2 separate regions of the Mus musculus genome follow, and region 1 is linked to region 2. A link is a contact called in public Hi-C data. All regions are on one chromosome and are shown on one strand. The core of a region is the stretch at or near the end of the contact, and the rest is flanking DNA. Distances in the headings are between cores, read along the strand shown.

Region 1 (5,773 bases), core at 862-3,361, 33 kb before region 2:
TAGAGCATAGGCCTGAAATATAGAAGACCCTGGGTTCTATGCCACAGGAAACCAGATGTGGTGGCATATACCTGTAATCCCAGCACTTGGGAGGTAGGAGGCAGGAAGATCGGGAGTTCAAGCTCATCCTCCACTACATAGTGAATTTGAGGCCATGTGAGAGCCTGTCTAAAACAGAGCAGACAAAGACCTTGAAGGAACAAGGTTCTGCGTGACAGTGCTCTGCTCAGCAGCAGAAAGATTAGAGCCTGCCTTCATTCACAAGAATACCTTTTCCAGCCCTGCAAGGAGCAGGATGGAGACTTCAGGGAAGCCTAGCTGCAGCTATGCACCTGTACCTGAACCACACAGGTGGCACTTCCTCAGTCCCCACTTGACCATCTGGCACTGGGGCAATCTCGTTCAGACTGTGTTCCTCAGCCCACCCTTCCTGCTATCATGCACAAGCCTCCCCCATTTGGCCAGTAATCTGGCTCCTATAATCCATATTCAAACAGCAAGTGAAGGCAATTTTGCTGAGACCTTGCCCCAGGGGACAGGGACCTTGTTTTCTTCTTTGAGTCCCTCAAGGACTGGCTCTAGCAACTGCTGATTTACTGGGTTCTAGCAGCCACACCCAGCTTTTTGTTTGAGCTTGGGGCAGACCTAGCAGGCAGGCTGGTCTCCATCTGTGAAGCGGCCCACACTGCACACAGTCCTGCTGGAAGGGCAGAGCCACCCCTCAGACCTCAAGAAGGCAGTTTCACCATGGCCCTGAGCATCTTGTCTGAGCAGTTCTGCATCCGAAGGCCTCGCCAGGTGACTGGGGTTGGGTAGGGATGGTCCCATGATGAACTGAGAATGAGCCCGCCTAAGTTCCTTACCTGTGCACAAGATGCTGGTACTTGCCCACCAGGTGGAACCCCTAGCCTCTGTCTAACAGGGGAGGCATGGCTAAGGCTGAGTGGACAAGGGGTCTACAGAGACTGGAAGTTGTCTATTCCAGGTTTGCACGCCACAGCCCTACCCAGTGGCTTTTAGCAGCAGTGGTTTCCCATAGCCTGGAAGCACTTCTGCTGTCCAGCACCTACTAACAATGTGGGAATCAGCTGGGGCTCTGCCCACACTCACACCGGTATTCCTGGGGTAGAAGGTTCTGCTGGGAAAGCCTCTATACCTTTCTGTGTCCTACCTGATTCCAGCGGCTGGAGGAGGCAGGCTAAACTTCCTGCTTGGGTGGCTCTTGGGAACTCTACAGGAAGGACCCTTACACATACACACACACCCCAAAGAACCTCATGCTGAGGGTCTCAGCTGGAGAACTCTAAGATCAGCCTCTATATATGGGTGGTATCAAATTAGAAAAGTGTCTTCTAAATACAAGAGGATTGAGGAGTCTAGAAAGTTCTTGGAGAGTGGTAAAGGGTGGTAGACACATAGGAGGTCTTGGTTATCAGGATAATTAGTTTAAAAAGTATTATTATTTCTATTTGTGTGTGTGTGATGTCACATGGGTGTAGGTGCTAAGAGAGGTTGTCAGATCACCTGGAACTGGAGTTACAGGTGGCTGTGAGCAGCTTGACCTGGGTGCGGAGAATGGACCTGTGATCTTCTGGAAGATCAGCATATGCTCTTAACCTGAGTCATCTCTCCAGCCCCAAGAGTCAGAGTCTCAGCCAAGGCATCCTGAAAGAAGTGTAGTGGGAATCATGGATGGTGACCAAGGGGTCCCCTTGAGCCCCTGTGTAGGACAAGGACAGTGGGGTTTGGTTTTGGGAGAGAGAGGTCTTATGTTCTGGAAGGGGAAGGGCACCGCACCCAGGTATGCTTCTCAAATAGAAGACCCCTCCCAAGATTAGCGCTGCTTACCGCCACCCTCCCCTCCTTTGGCTATTTGTGGGGCGGTGTCCCCAGCCCTGGCGCGCAGGTGCCACCGACTTGTCTATACTTAAGGATTCCTATGCCCCCCAGCCTGCACCGGGGAGGAGGCTCAGGCTCCGGGCAAGGACTGGGTCCCCAGCGTGCCTCCCCAGCAGCCGATCCGCCCTTGGTCCACCCGGGGTTTTGCGTCTGCCGCGCTCTCCTCCCTCCTCCGCCCTCCGCTCCCTCGCTCCGCCTCGCCTGGATCAGCCCTCTGGTATTTCCTGCTGCTCAGCGACAGCTGAGCCCCTCGCGGGCCCAGGCGGCCCGGCCCGGCCCCAGCACTGAGTACAACCAGCACGGTAGGAGCTCCGCTGCTGGGAGGACCGGGAAGGATGGGGCTGGTGGAAGGCCGAGAAAGGCCAGGAGGGGATTCAGCGGGCCTGAGAGGCTTCAGGGCCACAGAGCCGGCGTGGGGGTCGGGGAGCCCTCAGGGGCTGGTCTGGGGGAGCCCCTGCATAGATCCGAGTAGACCCAAACAGCAGCTTGTATGGGAAACAGCGCCTGGCTGGGGAGTCCAAATGCCTGGGGACTTCTGGGTGGCGGGTGGGGCCCGCGTGTGGGTGCGGCATGTCCAGCCCCGTTTCCCACTTGGTGAGGCTAAAAGGAGTCAGGACTAGGCGAATGGGTGGGAGGGTCTGGCAGCCTCCGACCCAGGATATGGAGGGGTCTGTACCCCAGCCCAGCAATAGCAGGGAAGGGGTGTCTAAGAGGTCCTGTAAGATCTTGGGTCTGAGATCTCAGTTCCCTGGCTTGATTCTCAGGATGGTTCGTCAGGGTCCGCAGAGCAAGTGACTGCTGACCCATCTTGCCCTTGGACTCTGTCCACCCATGGCCTCTCATAGGACTTGGCCCTGAGAGAAAGGGAGGGAGCTTGGCATTGTCCAGATGACTTGAGCTGCACTTGCGGATTTCTACGACTGGGGTGGGTAGGACTTGAGCCCCTCCCAGCCACAGGTCCAGCTGGCTTTGCCTCCCACTTCAGATATCCTGGCTTTTTAGGTCCAAGTCCCTGATCCCAGTTGTGAGTGGCTCCTGGGGTTGTGGGTAGACACCCCCAATTAGGGCCAAGGGGGGCTTTTTCACCCCTCACCCAACCTGAGCCAGGCTGGGCTTGGCTTACTAGAACCACTGATTTGAATTTCTTGTCTTTTGCTCTCTGTTTCTCCCTGGGACTTGTCACCCACTTGTCTGTACTTAAAGGTTCCTATATGTATCAACCTTTGGCTCCAGCCTCTGCTACACACCTCTGTCTGGTCACAGGAGCAGAAGTGGTGGTGTCAGGGCCTAGAGAAGTGGGAAAGACCCTTGGATGGGGTGGATATTGCACTTTTGAGTTTGTTTTCCATGTCCCCATCATCCGTCTGCCTGTCCGTCCGTCTGTCTGTCATTTCCCCCTCTCCCTTGCGATAACAGCCAAGTGGCTGACTTTCCTTACTACATTTCTGCCCCAATATCTTTGCTCAAGCAGCAGCATGGATGGAGGTGGGGGTGCTTGCTGAGATTTCGAACTTGGTGGGGTTCCAGAGGAGCGCAGAGAGCTTTGCAGGTGTCAGACAAATCAGGGTGATCTGGGTGGCAAGTGGTGACATCTGGCTGTCCCTTTCAGGCTCCTGACTGCAGATCTATTGTCTGCCTGCACGTGTATGGGGCAGCGGAGTGGAGCCTTTTAACAAACACAAGGCCTGGGTGCCAAGGAACCAAGTGTTTGCCTCTGTCTGGTTTGCTTTCGCCAGGCGGTGTTTAGAGAAGGGTGAAGCATCTGGGTGAGGCTACTCCCCCACAGTGCTGTGCCTTGTCTCAGGGAGACGGCTGTGCTGAGGCCCAACCTGAGCAGCAGCAAATCCTGGATGTCAGAGGGGTTCTCCTGCCCAGCCAAGGGGTGTGAGTCCTTCCAAGCCTGGCTCTGGGCTCTCTGCCAATACCTAAGGCATCTCTTCCCCCACACCCTGATTGTGTCTGCCATGCTGAAGATATCCAGGGTCAGTTTCCCTTGTCACCCAGGCTTCTTCCAAGAAGCACTCTCAGTACAGTAGAGATCCGGCATGGCACAAGGGGGTGGGGGAGAGACAGAAATGGCACATGCTGGGGAGTATTGTGTCTAGAATTATGTATTGTGTCTGTACTGGGGCCTTGAGCCATCTGTGGTTCACAGCCACATACAAGTAGACACACGCCACTCCTGGCACACCGGTACTGAGCTTGCTCAAGGTAGTAGGGGTGTGTCCCACCTTCATCCCCATTTATTGTTCAAGAAAAGGGTGGGTCAGAGCGTGGGGCTGCTTCTTGGAAACATGTGGGTCTGGGAGCTTGAATTCTGACTCTGAGATACAAATGACCTCAAGCACGGGGGCCTATTGAGTTCAAACGCCTCCCTGGAGGCACTGCAGGCTGTTTGCAGGGCTGTATGCAGCCCAGGTGAGCATCTTCAGTGTTGGGTGGGGCAGGGCAGTGAAGCTGGCCTTTCCACAGGCTGCCCACTAAAAGCCATACTGCCTGTCCTGGGATGATGTCCTGTTGCTATTGAAGGCTGTCCTGTAGGAAAACTACTGTTCTCTGTGAATCCTCATGTGACTTACTGAGCCTTAGCTCAAAGATAAAGAATTCACAACCTGCCCAGATCCCTAAGGGTTTACTGATCACTCATTAGAAAAATATGCATAGATAAGGAATTTTGCAGTGGGGTCAAGGACCCTTGGATTTGGATTTGGGATCCCATTGGGAATGTCTTTGCATTGCAGTTTCCAAGCGTGGGCTCAGGAGCATGCACACATGGGAAGCGGGTTGCCTTGTTCTGCCATCTCAGCTGAGGGGACTGGCACCAGTCATGGCATCAGGAAAAGGCTTGGGATGCCATTAGGGCAAAACAGAGGCTCCAGCTTGGAGTTCTTTGTCCACAGATCTAGCTGGGGAATCTTCATACCTCATAAAGAAGGAAGGATAAGAGGCAGATGTGCAGACGACTGGCCCACAGTGGGATCCTTATGAGGGTGATGATAGGCCTGTGGGATGGGAGGGGCCTAAAAACCATTGAGAAAAGGTGGGGAGCCACCTAGTCAGACCCCTAGGGTCACCCTGGTCAATGTAGCCTTACTAAGGTTATCCAGGTCATTGAGACATAAGAGAAAGCCTTTATAGGTCAAGGCAGGAGCCTGGCTGACCAGTGTAGATTGACCAGTATGGAAGAACCTAGAATATACAATGGCCTTTGATCAAGGCTCAGAGTCACTCAGGCTCTAAGCTCAAGCTTCACATGACTTTCCCAGCTCCCCACCCGCCCAGCTCCTGCATAGGACATCAGTGTTCCCCACCTCACTAGCCCTCCCTTCCTATCACACCTACCTAGTCCTCCAGCCATCAGATAGTGAGCAGCCTCTACACACCTGGACTTAGGGACAGAGCACTTATTCCAAGTCTGTGATGCTCTGGCTTCTATTCCCAGCACAGCCAAGGTGCAAAGGAGTGTGTGTGTGTGTGTGTGTGTGTGTGTGTATAGCCTGACCTTTCACAGCTCTTCTATTCACCATGGGTCTCTGGGTAAGCTCATGGTCCCAAGGGAGCTACACCTGGCTTCTGCTTTCACCTCCCCCCATTCCTCACTCCCAGGGACTCATCCGCATGCCTGGTTTTCTTACCTCAAGGCCTTGCACTGACTGCAATCTCTGTGGTCAGCTTTCCCAGATCTGATCATGACTGACCCAGGTTCCACCAAAGGTGTCACTCCTCCCCAGACACCCTCTGTCCCTGTCCTAAAGTGACTGTTTTAAATTCAGTAGCTCTCATGTTTCCTTCTTAACATAATTTAACTATATCTGAAGTTATCTTGATTTATTTAATTTGACGTCTAGATATTCGGAGAACAGTTGGGCCAGAG
Region 2 (6,004 bases), core at 2,668-5,167:
GAGTTCTGGGCCTTTGCTCTCACTGTAGACACTTATGACATTCAATAACAGTAACCTCCTCCGTTAGAAATGGTCCCCTTCCAGCTGTTCTCAAAGGCACAGCACTTGAATTCTTTAGGGCTACTGTCTTCCCACCCTGTCACAGAGTTGGGGAGGGAGCAGCCATCCACAGATCAGGGGCCTTGGTAATACCGAGGCAAACACACATGGTCTGAAATGGGGGTAGGGTGCAGCCTCATTCCCAGGGCCAGCTTCTCAGTGAGTTCAAACAGCATGTGTCAGCTTGCCAGGATCACATACATTACACCTGTAGAACCCAGGGACACATCAGCAGGTGGCATGTGGGGTTTGGGGCACAGTTTGCCATCCCCAAACTGTGGCTTTTAGACCATGTTCAGGCTCCACACCCTGGACCTCAGTTTCTCTGTCTGTGTGGGGTTGTGGCTCCTTCCAGCTCCATGATTTATAGATTACTCTTCTGGGTCTGAGAAGCGAGCCGTGGGCCCAGGTACAGATGCTTGGCTCCCATCTGTAGCTGGCCTACGCACTGACCCTCGAGACATACCTCCCCCAGAACCAGTGAACCTCTCTACCACAGTCTCCTAGAGATGAGCCCTTGATGGTGGCCAAGGAGTGTCCATTCTGATCATCGTGGGAGATATGGGTGATACAGCCTAGGAACTTGACACTACCATGTCCTAGCTGCCACCAAAACTCTGTTAGTTTTCTCGATGCTGGGATAAAACGGCTGATAAAGTCACCTTAAGGGAAGGAGAATGTATTTTGGCTCATAGTTCAGGGGCACAGTCGATCATGGTCAGGGAGGAGAAGATACGGCTGCCAGGGCTGAGGCAGTCACTCTTATTACCCCCACAGTCAGGAGGCAGAGGTGAATGCTGGTGTTCAGCTCACCGTCTCGTTTTTTGGTCATTCTGGGACCCCTGCTTTCTGCTGCCCTGGTCCTGGCAACCCCAACCATACCCTAGCACCTCCAGCACCATGGTCTGTCTCTCTTGCAGGCTGAGTACAGGCTATGCAATGGATCTGACAAGGAATGTACCTCTCCAACGACCAGGGTCTCCAAGAAGGATGCTCTCAAGGTGGGCCTGGCCCAGGGTGACGACGGAGGGGATGCCCACACCCCCTATATCCTCCTTTCCCTGTGCCCTGCTGGCGATGGGGGAGCTGGGGCAGTCCATGCACTCCATGACCCACATATTCTCTGGTTGCAGGCACAGAAGGAGAACTATCGGCAGGAGAAGAAGCGGGCCACGAAGCAGCTGTTCAGTGCCCTGACTGACCCCAGTGTGGTCATCATGGCTGACAGCCTAAAGGTAAGCAGGTGCCACTCCCAGAGACTCCTATCGACTGGGGAATCCATGGCACTTGGGAGACAAGTCTAAGTGTTTGTCACTACACAGTTTGAGTGGACCCTGACTACTGTAACTAATGACCCCACCATAAAGCTGGCTTCTCATAGGTCTGCAGAGTCCCAAGTCAAGATGCTGTTGAGGACCTCACTAACTTCAGAGCTCTGGGATAGTTCTCCCAGTTCCAGGGGCCTCCAGTCCTTGTCTCTGCTCCTCATCCCCCCACCAAGCTGCACAGATGGCCCAGGGGGCAGCTCCCATGGGTGACCCTGACCATGAATCCTCCTGCAGATCCGAGGGACCCTGAAGAGCTGGACGAAGCTGTGGTGTGTACTGAAGCCAGGGGTGCTGCTCATTTACAAGACACCCAAGGTGGGCCAGTGGGTGGGCACGGTGCTGCTGCACTGCTGCGAGCTTATTGAGCGCCCCTCCAAGAAGGACGGCTTCTGCTTCAAACTCTTCCACCCGCTGGACCAGTCTGTGTGGGCTGTGAAGGTGAGCCGATCCACAGGGCATCCAGGTGGAGACTCGGGGACAACGGAGGCTTTGCCTGGGACTGCTGTCCCAAAATGGGACCCCTAGCAAGGGATCCCTGGAGGGGTGGCTATCCTCAGGCAGGCTGCTAGAAGTATGGATGAGGCACAATGAGCTATACATCAAACCCCTCATCCAGTGCTGTCTGGAGAGGAGGAAGGGACTGTCTCAGGTGTCATCCATCACCACCAGGACTGCCAGGCAGAACTGATCAGGATAGGGGTGGGTCCCCAGGAGAAATCTTGATTATATGTGGGTTTCAGAGAAACAACAAATTTTAGGGTTGTTCTGGATTTGGGATGGGGGTGAAAGACAGACTCACTATGTAGCTTTGGCAGGCCTAAAATGTATATAGACCAGGCTGGCCTCAAACTCATAGAGATCTACCTGCCTCTGCCTCCTGAGGCTGGGATTAAAGGAGTCTACTACCTTGCCCAGCTTGGGTTTTGTTGTTGGTGGTGGTGGTTTGTTGCTGTTGGTCTGGTTTTGGAGACAGGGTTTATCTTACTCTACGGCCCATCCTAACTCATGGCTCATTCTGAGGCTCAGACTTACCTACAACCTGTGGCAGCCTTCCTTCCTCATCCTTTCCGTTGCTGCAATTACAGGTATAAACCACCATGCCTGGCTGCTGCTGTTAGTTTTAAAATTAATATTCTCCCCCACTTTATAAACTATAGCTGAAAAAAACCCATTGTGGATTAAAAATACCCACTTCGCTGGGCAGTGGTGGCTCACACCTTTAATCCCAGCACTCGGGAGGCAGAGGCAGGCAGATTTCTGAATTCGAGGCCAGCCTGGTCTACAGAGTGAGTTCCAGGACACCCAGGGCTATACAGAGAAACCCTGTCTCGAAAAACCAAAACAAAAAAAACAAAAAAATACCCACTTCAAAAAATGAATTAACATGACCGACCTGGCACAGTGCGGCCTTCTTCAGCGCTCTGAGGATACTCGTATCACACAAGGTTGGGCAGCACTTGGGTTGGAGGCAGGAGGATCAGAGGTTCAAAACCATCTTCAGCTACATAGAAAGTTCCAGGCCAGCCTAGGCTGCAGAGTGAGCATAGCCCTGCCTCTAAACAAACTATCTGAAAAACCAAAAATGGGAAAAATAAAACTGTTTTATATGAACATTCTGACTGTTTACATTTATTCCAACCTGACCATGATAGGTCAGACCTTTAATCCTGGCACTCCAGAGGCAGAGGCAGGCAGATCTCTATGAGTTTAAGGTCTAGTCTAATCTACATGGCAAGTTACTGGCCAGCCATAACCATGCAGTAAGATCTTGTCTCAAAAACAAAACAAAAGGAAACACATTTATTCCAAGTAAGACAAATTTACTTACACTAAACTGCCCTTCACTGTCTCGCTGAAGTTAAAATTCAACTGTGAGTCCAGGATTCGCCTTAGGCGAATTATTAGCCATAATTGAGAAGCTAAGTGGAAGGAAAGGCTTCTGATTAGAAGGGATAAAGAGTGTACCACAGCCTTCCTGGCCCAGTGCCTGACCCTGCAGATCTCTGTCTCTCCAGGGCCCCAAAGGCGAGAGTGTGGGCTCCATCACTCAGCCCCTCCCTAGCAGCTACCTGATCTTCAGGGCCGCTTCTGAATCAGACGGTAAGTGCTACCTGTCCTGTTTCTCCCTCCCCAGGGTCCCCTAGAGTCAGACACAGACTGAGCCTACCTTACAGTGATACCCCTCTCTCAGCTAAGCCTCAGATTTCCCACAGATTAAGTGGGACTAGCCACACTTGTCAGCCCAATGCTATAGGAATCCCAGGGCTGTATGGAAGCAAGCAAGTGACAGTTGTGAATTTAATAGGTAAATTAAGTCACAGGCAGCCTAGAGGTATTCTGGCAAAAATAGGCTACAGATATTAATGTGGGCTTCCCCGAGTCCCAGATTCTCTGAACTAGGTAACAGAATCCAAGCAGCAGCCCCATTCTTAGAAGTCCTTCAAGTGACAGCTTCTAGCCAGGCTGTGGCTCCTTAACAAAGCCTCAGGACTGCACCCCCTGCTGGAAGTCCAAGGCCCTGACAACTAGGATCCAACTGTCCAGACTTGGAATCCTGCAGATAGCTTAACTGCTGGTGCTATGGTGCCTCCTGGTGGTCAAAAGTTGCATTCACACGCCCTCATACGTTGTTTTGACTGTTGTTCACTCATTCTGTCATTGAACCTGCTGGGCTCTAGGGTAAACAGGCAACCTATGCCCTCACAGAGCCTGCACACGTTGGGGGTCTGTGACCAGTAAGCCAGCCACCAGATGACAAGTCAGAGCTGAATCCCTGATTGTCAGGGGGCCACAGTCAAGGAAGAATGTTACCTGCATACCATGTATATCAGGATCGGCTTCCTGCAAGAAGAGGCAAAGAATTTCAAATGGTTCCCAAAGGCTGTGTAACATTCAGGATGTCAAGTCTTTTGTGGCAGCCACAAAATGCACATTTGGGCCCTAAGTCTAATTCTACAACCAGCTCTCATCCTGGGTTGCATAACCTCCAGAACCCACTCACTGTCCTTACAAATGTCCAGCCTCACAGGAGGTAGCACTGTGCTCAAACCAAGCCTACAGTAAGTCCAAGATCTCAAATATCCCTCAGCAAGAGGGGCAGCTCCAGGGTACCAGGTGGGTTCCCATGAATGTCCCAGTGTAGCCTCAGGGGCTCTCAAACAAAAGTCTCTGCAGCTTTAAGTTAGGGAAAGAAATCCACACTTCCCAAGGACACCCAGCATGCAAGCTTAGGAATCAAGAACTTCATCTTACCTTGAGCTGGGACCCTCACTCATGAGTCCTTTGGGCATGCATGGTATCATTTATAGATGACTCTGAGGCGTGGACGGAAGCGCTGCTGTTAGTGATCACACTGAGACATTGGTGTCACCTGCATGGGTCCCTCTCCCCCATAGCTCTTAACAGTGCCCTCCTATCACCCCGCCACACCCCTGAGAACAGTGGTATGACACAGGTCTAACCCAAGTTCTACACTCATGCACACACACTGTCACAAAGCAAGCAGAACCTCAGGGCCAAAGCAGAGGCCCTGCCCTGTCTGTCATCCCCTCCCCCACTATCCCTCAGCCCTAACTATCTCTTGCTACCTCTTGAAGTTACCTGGTCAGTGACTTTTCACTAGCACGTAAGACCCCTGCCCAGCCTCTGCCCTCCTGATGTCTATCCTACACTGTGTCAACCCCAAGGACATACACATGTGTATGCACATTCCCAGAGCTGTTGACTCACTCCAAGGCCTGGCAGGCCCAACAAGATATATCTCAAGTCTTCAGGGTCCTGATGTGAAATTGAGGTTTAAACAGAGGGCAGGAGGAGTACAGAGCTAAGAATCCTAGTCAGGGTGTGGTCCTGCCCATCACTGTCTCAGCGCCAATCTCTCCTGCAATCTCTGACACGTTCTCAGAACTCCGTGGGGTCTCTAAGAGACAAGCTCCCCTCTGTCTGTCCCCAGACTTCAGCCCTTCTCTCCCCCAGCGTGAGACTCCTGGGGCAATTCCAATGCCTTGGGGTCCACTGTTTCAATAGTCTAATGGCCAAAGGGAGGGCACACCTGTCTCTTTAGTACATATTCATTCCTGCCAGGATGGCTACATGCAAGGCTGGGGTCTGTGGAGGAGGCAGATCTTTAACTTGGCCCTAGTGAGGTGGAGTAAGGTGTGGGACTAGAAGTTTCATGACTAAAGGGCAGGGTTCCTTGGCTGGAGATTGGTTTTGGAAGGCTATTTCAGACAACAGGCAGATTAAGGTTCCTTGGTGGGGAAATAGAAGGGAAGCCACCCACCAGTCTCCCTCTGTGCCCCTTAGGCCGCTGCTGGCTAGATGCCCTGGAGCTGGCCCTTCGCTGCTCCAGCCTCCTGCGACTGAGCACGTGCAAGCAGGGTCGAGATGGGGAGCAGGGGTCCTCGCCTGATGCCTCTCCCTCTTCTCTCTACGGACTGCCCACCTCGGCCACCATCCCAGATCAAGACCTGTTCCCGTGAGTGAACGGGGTGAGAGGTGATCAGCATGGTGTCCCCTAAGCAGCAGGAGATGGGTCAGCTGGAGTGATGGACTTGTTCTTTCCGGTGGGAACCAGT

The links. A called contact is a pair of places that touch in the nucleus more often than the background predicts.
Region 1: a Hi-C map of Th1 cells shows a contact between it and region 2, with 3 times the contacts expected there. The contact joins the promoter of Osbpl5 here to the enhancer-like site in region 2. A contact is called at or near these places in 2 of 39 promoter capture datasets (cancer-associated fibroblasts and embryonic stem cells), 13 of 15 datasets of contacts at CTCF or cohesin (CD8 T cells, the G1E-ER4 cell line, the NIH/3T3 cell line and 6 more), 329 of 484 Hi-C or Micro-C datasets (2-cell embryo, 2-cell-like embryonic stem cells, the 4T1 cell line and 166 more), 81 of 115 datasets of contacts at active chromatin or transcription factors (the 230-238 cell line, CD4 single positive thymocytes, CD8 T cells and 55 more) and 7 of 9 other capture datasets (adipose tissue, embryonic stem cells, embryonic tail and 4 more).

What each region holds. Positions count from the first base shown.
Region 1 is chr7:143,736,698-143,742,470 of GRCm38.p6, reverse strand. It overlaps Osbpl5 (oxysterol binding protein-like 5), which reads left to right and starts at 2,111. Exons shown (of 22, transcript NM_001199227.1): 1 at 2,111-2,201.
Region 2 is chr7:143,704,869-143,710,872 of GRCm38.p6, reverse strand. It overlaps Osbpl5 (oxysterol binding protein-like 5), which reads left to right. Exons shown (of 22, transcript NM_001199227.1): 4 at 1,020-1,100; 5 at 1,233-1,334; 6 at 1,662-1,865; 7 at 3,443-3,527; 8 at 5,733-5,904. Among named protein-coding and RNA genes, the nearest start is that of Tnfrsf23, 22 kb to the right of the region's middle. Within about 2 kb of position 3,917, at least 9 of the 459 cell types and tissues checked have an H3K27ac peak or open chromatin away from gene starts, as enhancers often do. A contact at or near this core is called in B cells, Th1 cells, bone marrow-derived macrophages and 4 more, where this site is marked.